Regions from separate parts of the Canis lupus genome. Here region 1 is linked to region 2. A link is a contact called in public Hi-C data. All regions are on one chromosome and are shown on one strand. Each heading gives the region's core, a stretch centred on a gene start, on an enhancer-like site or on the middle of the called end of the contact. The rest is flanking DNA. Distances are from core to core; before and after follow the strand shown.

Region 1 (6,714 bases), core at 2,747-5,246, 230 kb after region 2:
AGTAGGCCAGGGAGAGCGGTGGAAAACTTGGGGCACGTGAGACCAACATTTCAGAAAGATGACCCTTGGTTGTGCCGTGAAGGGCTTGTGAATCCAGAGACCAGTGAGGAGCGCTGTGGTCGTGTAGGCTGAGGGGAAGGGCCCCCACCATGCCCAGCCCCGGAAGCTGGTCAGTATTTTCCAATGTCAAGGTAGTGAAATGGAGTAGCGGAGACTGCAAGCTCCTCTCCTGCTCAGTCTGCCGTGCCTTTTTTTAAAGCTTCTGATTAAACTCAGTGCAGAAACATTCAGTGTGTTTAGAGCTTCCAAACACAGATTAGTGGACGCCTTACCCTTACATTGCTAAATGAGGGGTCCCTAAGTGTGGGTGGCATTGTAAAATAGGGAGTAGGTGAAGTCTGTAGTGACAGAGTAGCTGCTTGAGTTAAAGATGTTGGTCACAGGTTACGAACTTTCAGCTCTAAGATGAGTACATTCTGGGGATCTGATGGACAGCATTGTGGCTGCAGTTAATTTTGTATTGTATGCTTGAAAATTGCTATGAGACTAGATCTTAAGCATGTTGACCCCCTCCACACACAAAAAGGTAACTGTGAGGTGATCGACATGTAGATTAACTTGATGGTGGCAGTCATTTCACAGTGTATATCAGATCCTTAAGTTGTCCCCTGGAGATGTATCCAGTTTTGTCAGTTACACCTCAGGAAAGCTGAGAAAAAAATAGGGAGTAGGTACACTAAGGGAGAGATGGGATAAGAATAAATGGGGTGAGATTTACACCAAAGCAAGAACTTAAAATAATTTGGGCATTAGTAAAGTCAATAATAGCTTATTTGTAATATTAAGAATACCTTACTATTGGATTACCTACCTGTGAAGTTTTCAGGCTAAAAGTGAATCCTCTGATTTTAATGCTGCTGGACCAGGATAGGATTTTAGGCATTGTGATAAAATGAGGAGACACAAGAGTTGTCCTTGTTGTTACTAATTGTTGGCAGTTATGTTACATTGTGGGCCCATTTCACTGATCAGCCCTTTGCGTTTTTCCCACATGTTACAGCTAGATCACATCTCTTCTGACCTGTATTTGTTCATTTTGCACATGTTGCCATTGTCAGCATCAGCATCATTTTATTTTGGACCCTGAAATTATTGATGCTAGATTTATCTTTCATACTAGTTTATTGGATTAACTTATTAGAATCCTTATTACTACACTGTAATATATTTGGTATTTTGCCCATTCTTTTCATCTACAGATTGAGAAATGGGTTTCCTGGGTCATCATCGAGTTCATTAATGAAAAGCACAAGAAAAACAGGCCAAATTGACATCATCCTATAATTAGTGCCCTTTGAGAAAGGTTGAGCACCATCAAATTAATCTACATGTCGATCGCCTCACAGTTACCTTTTTGTGTGTGGAGGGGGTCAGCATGCTTAAGATCTAGTCTCATAGCAATTTTCAAGCATACAAAACAACCCTCTATAGTCTTTTGTATACAGTATGTGTCTCTTCATCTTGCTCATAAATATCTTTAAAGCATTTAGAAAAGCTCTTGCTGACACTTGGTTTTCTCAGTTCAGTTGCCTTATCAAGTAAGAAGGTAAGGTGAGTAAGGGGGTATGGGTGGGCTGAGGTTCATTGGCCCAGGGTCCCTTTCCTGATATGTTCTGTAATCTTACCCAGCATCAATGTCAAGCTCACGTCTCTTCTCTCATCTGTAGAATGTGCTTTCTTGACAGGATATCCCACAGAACATCCTTTTCCAAAAACAGTTTGGCCAGAAACCAGTTATTTCTGTTGTATTTTTCATTCTCTATTTCGCTCTATTTAGAAGTTTCGAGTGAATGTAAGGTGAAGTATTGCGCTTCCACATGCTTAAAAGATGTCATAGATTATGGTCAGAAGCTAAAGATTTTGTTTTAATTCTTTTTTCCCTGTTTTCCTTTTGAGAAGCATTTACATTCTAAAATAATGCTTAGGACTTGGACATCTGGATTTAAATAATGCTATAAAGAAAAGAAAAGGACCATTTGAATTCTTTTGGAGAGGAGAGAGCTTTGAGATTCTGACCCCAAAGAGTGTTAAGAAAACATTCAGGCACATTTTGGTCAATATCTGTGCACTGAAATATAAATCTTCAAACAGTTTATATTTTAAGATTATTTCAACAGCAAGTCCAGAATTTTTTAATGCCAATACATTTTGAAAACAGGTTGTTAACTGGTGCCCTAAGAACTGTACTTGGCCTACAAATATGTTTTCTTTGGCTCACATAGTGTTTCATAAAGAGTTAGTTGCCAACATTTAAAAATAAGGAGATTTCACGTTATAAAACCAAACCTGCATTCCTGTTCCTTTTTGAAAATCTTGATGGTCTATGACTACACTGGACCACGTTCTACATGGTGGTTGTATAGAAGTAAAGCACCAGCAGGAGGCTACCCACCGCCGCTGTGCACTCCTTACTCCGTCCCTGTGGCCAGCCTCACTCACTTCATCGGGCTGGTCCTCAGGGTGGGTTTGAGCTCGTACCTGCCGAGTCAGAGAGCTAGCTAACTAAAAGTATACCTCAAGGTTGGGAGGAGAATAGTAAGGTGGAAGCAATTTGAGATTTTGTTCCCTGAACGTAGGTTGTTTGAGCTCGGTCATGATGTGAGGACTGGCAGTGCTTGGGAAAGTAAGTGGGGTAATTCTCCCAGGAGCGGTGTTCGGCTGGGCAGTGTGGAGAGCAGCCTCCCTCGTGGCATTCTAGATCTGCTAGTTCAAGGCGACAGGCAGGCTGTCCTAGGAATCGAGTTGCTGTGCATTTCTTAGGGGAGGTGGAAAGTAGGGGAGGTAGGCCCTAGGGCGCTGTCATGGGATTTTAGTGATGTTAGGAGATTTGTCCGAGGAGGTCACATACCTGCCACCTGATCAGTGGTGGGGTACGGACCGGAGCCCAGGACACGTGACTCTGGTTCAGTGATATTTTCTTTTTCCACTCCATGTTTTTCACTTATGTGTAATGGGCTAGAGATGAGGTTGGTAACCAGGCTTGGACTCAAATCCAAGTTCTGCCCCTGACTAGCTGTGTGACCTCAGGCAAGTGTCAAAAACCTGTCTGTGCCTCATTTTCCTTGTTATAAAGAAGGGGAGAATGATGATACTGGCCTCATCAGGTGGGTATAGGGATTTAATCTGATACTGCATTTGAGGAACTTAAAATGGTGCCTGCCGATAATAAATAGTGCATTAACACTGCGTGATACCTGAAAAATAACATTTATAAATTGTGTATTATCACAGCAGACTTAGCTAAAAGTAGCATTTCAACCACACAATACTAATGCATAATATTTTCTTCCTCTTAGAATTTAGGAAGGATTTATAGGATAATTTTGCTCCATGTATTCTTTTGAAAAGCCTCCAAAAAAAAAAAAAAGCCTCCAAAAATTTGACCCAATTTTATCTTTTTATTCATAATTTTTTCTGTAGCACAGAGATGTGTTCAAAAGCATACCATTCAGCTTTCTCTTCGGAATGTAAAGAAACAGGTGTCATCAAAGTATTTTTCACTCCTCACCCAGGATGCCGTTTGTGTGGATTTGTTCAATTTATTAAATAGATCTTGAATATATAGTGTGTGTAAAGCCCTTTTAGAAGCAAGAGAGTTACAAAAACAAATCCCTGCTCTTGAGGAGCTCATAATTTTTTGTAAAGAGAGGGTGGGAGGAAAGGGAAGAATAATCTCCATAATACCTGGTATGATATAATAAATGCCCAGAGTGGAAATTGAACAGAGTGCAGTGGGAGCATGAAGAGAATGCCAGTATCTGGGCGTGATGACCTGTGAGGGAGCCAGGAGACAAAGATGTCCAAGGGACAGGGAGTTGAGGAGGGGGAAGGGATTGTGGGGCTGAAGTTTGAATTTGAGTTTGGATCTACAGTCTGAACAGTTGGTCAGGCAGCTCCTGGCCCTTGGCCTGAAGCTTGAAGGGACAGTGAGGGTTAGAAATGGAGAAGCTAATTAAAGCCAGAGGAGTCACCGTGGAAGCCAGAGGCCACGGGTTGGATTAAGCTGTGATTAAAGTACTTGTGCCGCAGTGCTGCTGAGGGTTGGCCAGGGCAGTGGATGCGCAGAGAGGGGTAAGGGATAGGGAGAGAGACAGGTCCTGCTTAAGAGATAAAACTGACGAGTAGGTGGAAGGGTTGGGGAAGAAGGAGTTAAGGGTTACTTGCGTTTGGGTGACCCAGGAGACACTGGTGCCATGAACAAGGACTGGGGCAGAAGAGAGCAGATTGAGAGGGGAAAGTGAGTTTAATTTTTATCCCTGTGGAGATGTTGAAGGATCTATGAAATACCTAAGTGGTATGTGGTGTCAAAATGTTTTGTCGTCCCTGAAGGACCCCATTGGTCCTCATGGATGTATGTAGATAAGCAGTTGCCTAGTAAGCAGATGGTTAATCTGTAAATGGGAAGAGGCTGGTCCTGGAAACAGATTTGGAAGTTTCGAGTTGTGCCTGATGAGAGCTGCAGAATAGATAATGCTGTTCAGTGAAGAAATAAAGATGGAAAAGCAGTAGGCTAAAGGAGCCCACAAGGAAGCTGAAAAGGAATGCTCTCTTAAGGGCATCTCTAGTCAACGGGGGAAGGAATGGATTATTTAATTCGTGGTGTTAGGATATATGTAGCCTTTGGGGACTGGGGGGAACCTGGCTTCCCGACTCTTGTTACACACCAAAATTAATTTCATTTGGATTAAAGTTTCAGATGTTAAAAGCCTTGACTATACTGGAAGACTGTATAGGTGATAATTGATACAGCTTTGGCATGAGAAAGAGTTTATGGTCAGAAACCATAAAGGACAAAATTGGGAAAGCTAACTTCATGAAAGTCAAACAGAAACCACATTGAAAAGTAAGGAAACAAACTGGAAATATTTGCGATGTAGATAACAGGTCATATGCATATTATGGAATGATGTTAGGATTTGTTTCTTATCAAGCAGTGAAGAAAAGATTAATGTCTAATTAGAAAAATGAGCAAAAGAAAGAATAAGCATCTTGTATATAAAACATTGCAGATTACGAGGAGACATATGAAAGGTATTTTTGACCACATAATCAAGGAAATGCCATTTATGGCCTAACAAGTGGAAGAGATTAAAATCTAAAAAGAAAATCTTGATCTTGATGAGAGCATGGGGAAGCATGTACTGGGGAACAGAGCCGTCCCTGGTTGTTTTTGAAAGTGAGCTTCTATTGTGTGTTTCCCCAGCGTGTTAAAGATCCCATGGCGTATTTTGGGAACAAGAAGGAGTATTCTTCAGGTTGTTTCTTTATTATAATAATAGAGTGTTTCACCCTTGTGAGAGAAGGCAAAAACAAATTCACTTGTGTGATAGACATAGGCATTTATTGAAGGCTGTTGCATGCCAGGCACCCCGACAGCCCAGCTGAGACGAGAGGCGAGTGTACAGACATCAGTTGTCAGGGGTGTGGGCGGGGGGTTCCGGTGGATCCTGCAGCGTAGGCGGAACGGAGGTGTGGAGAACATCACGAGGCACATTCCACAGAGGCAGTGGTTTGAGGGGAGTCCCTGTGGGAATGTGGGGAGCTAGAGGCAGGCAGCCTGCTGCAGTGGGGAGTAGAGAGGACTGAAGGGTTTTGTCTACCAGGCTGGCCAGGAACCTGAGGTTGGAGCACTGGGGAGTCTTCAAAGGATTTCAGGCACCAGAGCAATGTCCTCAAATCCGTTTTGACATGCTGCAGTTGATAGTGAACAGGCTCTTCAGTTGACAGGGGAGTCCTCACCGGAGTGAGGATTACCAAAGCCAAAGAAGAGGAATGTAAGAATCCTGAGAGATAAAAAGTCACAGACCAAGAAATAACTGCAGTTCTTTTGGGGAAACACTATTCTGAAGAATCCACAAAGATCTGTTCTTCTAACATAGGGAAAGTTACCTTTCAGTCGTGTTCTCCTGCGTGCAGATTTAGATGCGATAATGGAATCCCTGGGCAGTTGAGCTGGCCTCTAACCTAGATTCCCACAGTTTTGGTTCACGGTGCTCTTGGAGTTTCGTTGTTTTTATGGTGCCCCCAGGTCAAAAGAAATGCCTAACAGTTCTTCTCATGAAATATTTACTTCCAAACAACTTAATAAGTATTTCTGAGCTGACACTTTAGTAGTAGTTTGGAAAAATAATGCATAACAAGTTAGAAGAAAAATCCTATTTTTATTTTCTTCCTTAAAAGCCACATGTGTGAACCTGTGGGACACTGCATAGCTTCACAAACCTTGGGAATAGGTCGGACACTGCCACCCTCATTTCCATTTCTACATTGATTTTTGAATGGATGGTGCTTGTGTCTTGGCACAGTAACCAGTGACCCGTGTTTGCAAGATACGAGATCATCGAGAGGAATGGAGCGTGGCCTGGTGTTGAAATTGAACTGCCCGGAGCTAAAGGTTGTGATAAGGTTGAGGTTGTGATAAGGTTGAGCAGTTATTTCCTTTGAAAATTGCGAATACACTGTCATATGCCAGTTCACTTGCTCCTGTGCCTTGCGGTACTTCGGTGCATGGGTTGGGGACTAGAGCCCTGACTTGGGCCCGGCGTGGGGTTAGCCAGCAGCCAGCTCAGTGTGTGCTTGGTGCCCGGCGCTGCGCCGGGCGCGGGGGCTTGCGGGGCTTACGGGGGCCTCACCCTCACGAGGGGCAGCATCGGC
Region 2 (7,536 bases), core at 2,489-4,988:
TTCTGAGAAATACACACTTAACACTTTTGCTCACTTATCAGTTGTCTTTTTCTTATTGATTTATGGGGATTCTTTATATATGCTGGAGATTAATCCTTTGTGTTGCAAATACCTTCTTCCAGTTTCTGCCTTAACTTTTTTACTTTCATTATTGTGTCTTTTAAGGAATATAAACTCTTAATTTTAAAACAGTTGATTTCATTTTAAGAATAATTTATAGTATATATTTTTTTCAAAGAAATATTTATAAATCATAAAATTATACCTCTATATTAATCTTTGATAAATTTTATAGTTCGACTTTTACTTCTGAGTTTTTAATATACCAGAAATTGTAGTGTAAGGGCTTCAATATTATTTTTTAAACATATGGATAATTTGTTTTTCCCACACCCATATATTGAAAAAATATTTCTCCCAGGGATCTCTAATGTCAGCGCTAGAAAAGACCGGACCTGGATGGCTCAGTAGTTGAGCATCTGCTTTGGGGTTAGGTCATGATTCTGGGATCCTGTGATCTAGTCCCATATCAGGCTCCCAGTAGGGGCCCTACTTCTCCCTCTGCCTGTGTCTCTGGCTCTCTTTCTGTGTCTCTCATGAATAAATAAATAAAATCTTAAAAAAAAAAAAAGACTGGTCACATTTCAATGCAAAGTAGACCTATTTCTGGGCTCTGTATTCCACTGTACTGGTCCGACTATACTTTTTCCCACCGATACCATGCTATCTTAAATGCTTTAGCCCTAGAATAATTTTAATATCTGGAAGTCAAGTTCTCCCATGTGGTTCTTTTTTTTGAGTGTCTTGTCTATACTTGGTCTTTTGCTCTTTCATACATATTTTGGAATCAGCTTGCCAAGTTTCCTCAAAAGCCCAGGGGAATTTTGATGGGAATTATATTGAATTCAGAAAGTCATGTATCTTTAAGTGTATGTGTATATATACTTGACCACATTTTGCAGCCAAACAGATCATTTGTACAGCCTGATACTTCATTAGGGGCATATCACAGGCAGGAAGTTGGTTTGGTATGAAGGTACATGAAGCCAGTGATTCTTCTCTGATTCTTTACATCACTGTAAAGTAATGATAAGGAAGGATAAAGATCCTGTGCTCAAATTGCAGTGAACAGAGGTTTTTTTTGTTTTTTATTTTTAAGATTTTATTTATTTATTCATGAGGGACACAGGCAGAGGGAGAAGCAGGCTCCATGCAGGGAGCCCGACGTGGGACTCAATCTCAGGTCTTCAGGATCACAGCCTGGGCTGAAGGCAGCGCTAAACTGCTGGGCCACTGGGGCTGCCCCAGAGTTTTCACTTATAAAGAGCTGTTCCCTAAGTCAGAAGATGTCAGGGTTTGCAATTGCTATTACTTAAGTATGTCAATATAAACAGGTAAAGACTGTATTTCTGGGGATGCCTCCCATGAACACTGCAGCTAGACTCGGAATCAAATGCTAAATAATACAGCAATCAAATAAAGCTTTTTATATCCGTCCGTGTCTTCCCATCCATAAAAAGTTTGTAAGAATTTTTCAGCAAGGACTTGCTGACCCCGTTCAGATGAGAGTGTGTGATCATGCAACGCAGCCCCAGGATGAGCATTAAAAAATTAGGACAAGAGTAGACCACTCTGTTGATAGATCAAATTAATATTCATAATCTTTGCTTTGCAGTTCAATTAGAGCTACATTAAAAAGCCACATGAAGCCCAAGATATGGGACATCTGAAATTTGTCACGTCATTTTCCCCACCACCAACGCCCGGGCACAGCCTCATTTGTCTTGGTCTGTGAAGCTCAAGGAGGCAAGGCACTCTGGCTTCAGCTTTAAAAGTCTTATATGTTGATGTGTATCCCATGACTTCTAAAGATAAAGTGCTTTTTCACTGGCATTACTCACTTGTGTCAGAGGCTTTCTGGTAAATTCTTCAGGCCCTCACCTTGCGGGAAAAGACATCAGTTTGCCACTTCCTATGAAATGGGCTGTCCGTAATGCTGTGTTGTAATCTGATTCTCGGGAGGCCCTGATGGATGACAGTCGTGGACCAGGTTCGATGACAGTGCCCAGAGGCGGACCCTGAAGAGATGCTCCAAAAGTTAAGCCTTGCTTTCATTTGGCTGTAATGTCAGTTCAGTAGACAAGTAGTATCTGACTCCAAATCACCATTTTTCAAATTGTCTAGGTGTTTAATCCAAAAGTGCAAAACAGTTTCTAGTCGCCTGAAGGTACGGAGTGGTTAGGCAGGATTCTTGCACCTAAGAAACTTCTTGTCTAATAGGTAAAACATGAAGGAGAGCCTTGTCGTGATTAAACCGTTCAGGAATGTTCACTGAATCAACCAGAGATGGTGCTGGGGTTTGCAGAATGATCATAAAGGCAAGTGAAAAGAAACCGCGCTAACAGCATTAATGGAGCATCCGTCGGACCATTTGAGGTAGATCGGTGGTCTTCCAACTTTTTTGCATGCTTCCTCCTTAAGAGAATTTTTTAAGGTGGTATATTTCCTCTTGTTTCTGCTGCCAGTGTGGAACAGTCCAGAGAATTTGCCACTGAGGGGTGGCTACACAAGCAGTTTGCAACGCTGATTCATGAGAATCTTCGGATGTGAAAGAAAACCATAGTCGATTTATTACAGTGCAAGGAAACTCGGGTGTGTTTCTTTACACTCTGGGATAATGAAACACTAGTTAATATTTATGAAGCACCTGCCATGTGCCAGGCCTTATCCTAAGCATTTGGTATGGTTTATCTCATGTAATCTTCACCTTATGGAAACATCAGGTACTAGAATTCTCTCTTCCTGTCCAGAGAACTGAGGAGAGGCTTAAATTGAAAGAAGCAAACATGGAACCTAGGCATTTGGCTCCAGAAGACCATGTTCAGACCCTCTATGGTCTCCTGACCCTTTCAGAGGCAAAGACTTGCCTCTTCCCAATGTGGTCTCAAAAGAGATTTGGGCAGAAGCTGAGATGCGACCTTGAATCTCTGTTTTCCTTCGGAGCTGCGCGCATCTCTGATGGGAGGGCTGCTCCAGCTTTCTGGGCAGGGCCATGGCCATTTATGGTTAGGGTATACCTGGACTCCTTGGCAATCTGTGGTTTCAACTGTGCATGGCAAGTGTTTCCTTATGGGGCTGGGTTTGTGGGAACAGGGGAAACCTCATCTCTGTCCCCTGAGCCCGGAGGGGCACAGTGACATTGTAAAATTGTCAGACTGTCCCCTTGACTGAACTGTACCTACACTCGCCTATAGAATCTGTCCTTGGTGGTGATTCCCTTCAGGACTTCTGGGCATCATTCACAGGTAAATCTGACCTGGGAGAGAAAAGGGGTGGGGGGGGAGGAAAAGCAAACAGGAGAAATGGTAGCTCTGTCAGTTTTCAAAATGTATAACTTAACGCAGAACCAAATTCTTCTTGAAGCTAAAACTGCAGAGTCACAGCTGTCGCTGGGGGAAAAAATGCAAGTTTAGAGAGCTAAACTCTTATCCTCATGTTTTGATTACAATTGCCTTTGGGCCAAGTTCGCTCATTAGATGCTAATACATGTTTTCCATCATGTGCAAGAAAGGTTTTATACAAATTCCATTTCCCAGAACTCCGTGAATGAAATGGAAACCCCCTGTTTCTGGTTGTGGAAAAAAACCAAACCAAGACAAAACCCAAGAGCCTCCCTGCTCAGTGTTTCTCCGAGGACCCTCTGGTTTTTGCTAGGTGGCGCCATAGGCTCACAGATGGGCCTTTCTTAGCTTGCGGAGTGGCCACCTGTGGGATAGTAGGAATGAAGAGAAGAAACCAGCTTCAGCTTCTCTGCTTCTATCCTGGAGAAGACCATCAGCTCGACTGACAGGAGGTGAGGTCCATTTGCCTCTGGCCTCTGTCATTTTAGGAAGTGTTTATTTTCCCCCTTCCCCTTCCTGGTTGGTCACAGCTGGCGGTGAGGGGGTGTGTAGGCCCTAGATTTTGGCTATTCTTGAGGAACATTCTGGGGCATCTTACTTAGACTTGATCCTAAATATGTTTCTCTCTGAGTCTCTCAAAATTTGTGTAAGAGCTTGGGGAAGAAGGACCCAAGGAAGGGTTGATAATTCAGAGATTTGCATCAGCTCCCTCCTAGTCTCCTGAGCAAGGTCAGCATGTGGGGAAATCCCAATCTTCCAAGAGCCGCAGTATTTCCCAGCCTCCACAGGATGACCTTTCCCAATTCATGCAGCTCTCCGGGCCAGCCTGTTGTGGAGGAATGGAAGGCCCCACGGTGGTGGTGGTGGTGGTGGAGGTGGAGGAGGAGGAGGAGGAAAGGGGTGAGATAGAGCACAGGTTCCAGAAGCCCCGGATGGTCTGGAGAACATCCAAGTACCTTTTGGCTTCAAAGAGAATCCCCTTTGTCACCCTATCAGAGACCCCAAACTCCCAAATTGCTGACTCATTTGCCTGAAGGCATGAAAGACTCTTCTCAAAACACCAATGTGATGGAAAGGCTTTAATTGGAAAAATTGGAGAAAGAATCTATTACAAAATGGCACTGCTCACAGAGCACTCGGGAAGGAGCCAGTCATGAGCGGGATGGGGTGGGTGGGCTGCACATAGACCAGAGGACAGAGCTGGAATGGAGACAAACCTAATCTACTTGGTGTCTTGCTGGGGCCCCTGCTTCCTCTCCACCTGTACTGCCTGTAACATGGGAGTCAGATGCAGATCTATGATTCCCAGACTGGGTCCCCCAAGGTTTCCAGGAAAACCTAGTACCATCCCCATATCTTTAACAGATGCTAGTCGGCTCCTGTGTCCTGGTTTTGGTTCAGGCATCCCTGCCTCACATGCTGTGACCTGAAATCTGCTGCATGCCCAGGGTCACCCAACAGGGGTCACAGGTCCCTGTTGGGGACACAAGGCTAAGAGGGGCCTCAGCCAGGTGAAAGATGATATGCATATATCCCAGGAAGGAAGCCTAACAAACAGATTTGCAGAAACTCCTGGGACACAGCAGGGGCCCTGCTAGCAGTGAGCCTATTTCAGAAAATAGAAGTCTGAGAAATGAATGAGGGGTAGTGGAAAGGGAGGTGGGTGGGGGATTGGGGTGACTGGGTGAGGGGCACTGAGGGGGGCACTTGACAGGATGAGCACTGGGTGACATGCTATATGTTGGCAAATTGAACTCCAATAAAAAAAAATGTAAAAAAAAAATTAGTTTGTACAAGTAGTAATATGCAAAGTAACAACAGGAACAAAAATAAAGTTTGTAAGAAGTATATACATAGTCACAAGATGGTAAGGGGAACCATGAAAACCCCAAAGTAGAGGGAGAAAAAGTGACAATAAAAAAACTAATGCCTTTTTATTTGCAGAATGGATGTTGAGAGCTTCCTCCTTCTGAAATTGCCATAAAAACATTGATTTCAGCAATTATAGGAACTCTTAGAATTCCGTGTTTATCTTGATACCTCTCTCTATTTAGACGTTGAAGAATCCACCAGCTTTTCCTGCATTTGTCTCTGTCATAGCGATGACGCCTCCCTTGGCAGGACACATCAGTAGACTTAAGTGCCATGAGTCATATTTTCAATTTTTAATTAAATCATGGTCTCGCTAGGGTTTGATTTATTTAGACCCAAATTAATTTAGACCCTGGTCCACATAAATTTGCATAGTTTATTTTGCAAGCTTATGACTGTATGGATTGTAAAACCCTTTAGGTAGATGATAATATAGGTTGTAAAACCACTCTCTTATCAAGCAACGAGTGGTGGACTATAAGGTCCAAGGGTGGTGTTAACTTTATTTTTGAAACTAGCTTTATAAAGGAAGTCTGTTGTATTTCTAAATAAAGACATTTATGAGATCATTTAAAGATACTTCATCCCATATGTTTTCACTCAGTTTTAGTGATACGGCGAGCTTTATTCACAGCTAGTGGTGCTGATTTCTTTTTTTTCTTTCCCAGAATGGTTACAGATGGTCGTAAATCCATACAGTAAGTATCTAGCACAAAACTCATCTGCCTCAATCGAATATAGTAAATACTTTTTTTTTCTTTTAGTAAATACTTTTTAAGCCGCAGTAGTGTGAGTCAGAGAGATGTCACTTTCCTAGAATTCTGATGGAAAAAAAAAACAAACAAAACATCATGGTTAATTAATGTTCCCCAGAAAGGGTCACAGCTTACAGGAAATGAATCGGAAGGTGACAGGAAGAGAAATAGGAGCACAGTGTGCTCTGGCTGAGGGCTGTTGGAGGGGGCCGCATTCCTGCAGCCAGAAACTGGCCACAACCTCCTGAAGAAAGGGTACATCAGGCTGGTGCCTTTAAACCCGGATTTGACCAGCCTGGAGATGTGGGCGTGGAGAGGGAGGGAAGGACAGGGAAGGGTCTGGGCCGGGTGCAGGGCAAATGTCTGAGGGACTGGGTGAGATCCACCCCCCGCCAGTCCTCCTGCCTTGCAGCTGAGCTGGTCTGGACTGTGCTGTCAAGTTGCTTCTGTGGGTGGGGGCTTCTATAGAACTTCTGCGTGTCAAATATGATCGAGTGGGCATGCCTGGCAACTTGGCACTCATGACTCAGTTGAAGATGTGGCCCATAGCAGGTCATCACATAACCCTCAGAAGGGAAAGTGAGTAACATTCATCCTCTGCAAAAGGCAAAGTGAAATTTGCTCTGTGGGGAGCAGCATGCCCCCCACAATCGGGTGCCAGGCGAGAGTGTAGGTGTTTGCCTTCCTATGGTCACTGACCTGCAGGCCGGAAGAGGGGTGGCAGGAGCTGGAGACCAGACCTGCCTGAAGGTGCTCAGCCTGCCTTCTCCTGTTCCAGTTCATTCTTTACACTGGGTGATAGCCCTCCGCAAGGTCCAGTGCAGGGTGATTTCTTCTGATGCACGGTTTGATGGACAGAAAACATTTACAAAGGTCTAAAAATCAAATCAAATCTCATTACATGCTTAAAGGAGCTTATTTGTCAGAAACGAATCAGAATTCTTCCGGGAAATCTGGAAAGGGTGGGTGTCACACTTCTAGCAATTCCTGAAAATCTCCATGTATTATTAATTTTCCTGGGGGGAGGGGCTGTGAGGGCCTTTGTTTGCGATGCCAGAAGCATAGCTGTTGTGTTTGTCTCAAGGAGGTATGCTAAATATCTTTTTGTTTTTTTAAGTCATTTTGTTGTGCCTGATTGCACTTTTGATGAGGGTCGGAGTGGAGAGGAGATGACCATTATATAAACCAATAAAATGCCAGGTGTTGCAAATCCCTAGAGACTGGGGCTCTGTAGGCTGCTACTGGGAAGCATTAGCAGGATCCTCTCTCTGCCCTGTGCCTGGCAAGGAAACTGAGGACGGAGTTGGGGATGCAATGAGAAGACAAGTCAGGGTTCAGCAAGAGTCTAAGGACCATCTGCCAGCCCATCAGAAAACACTGGAAAGTCCCATTGGCATGCGATATTGCTTTTGTGAAAATGATGAGGTTTATTGAATGGAAATAAGAAGCTGGGAAACCTGAGTACCGTTTATAGCATATCATGGGAGTTAAGACTTGAGTTAAGAACC

The links. Hi-C and Micro-C count contacts between places; a contact is called where the count stands out from the background.
Region 1: a contact with region 2 is called in a Hi-C map of skin fibroblasts, with 2.6 times the contacts expected there. The contact joins two enhancer-like sites. A contact is called at or near these places in 3 of 9 Hi-C or Micro-C datasets (amygdala, liver and skin fibroblasts).

Annotation. Positions count from the first base shown.
Region 1 is chr4:71,231,900-71,238,613 of UU_Cfam_GSD_1.0, forward strand. No RefSeq gene overlaps it. Among named protein-coding and RNA genes, the nearest start is that of LIFR, 10 kb to the right of the region's middle. Within about 2 kb of position 3,997, at least 5 of the 20 cell types and tissues checked have an H3K27ac peak or open chromatin away from gene starts, as enhancers often do.
Region 2 is chr4:71,006,618-71,014,153 of UU_Cfam_GSD_1.0, forward strand. All of the region lies in intron 3 of LOC106558692 (a long non-coding RNA gene), which reads left to right. Among named protein-coding and RNA genes, the nearest start is that of OSMR, 27 kb to the left of the region's middle. Within about 2 kb of position 3,739, at least 5 of the 20 cell types and tissues checked have an H3K27ac peak or open chromatin away from gene starts, as enhancers often do.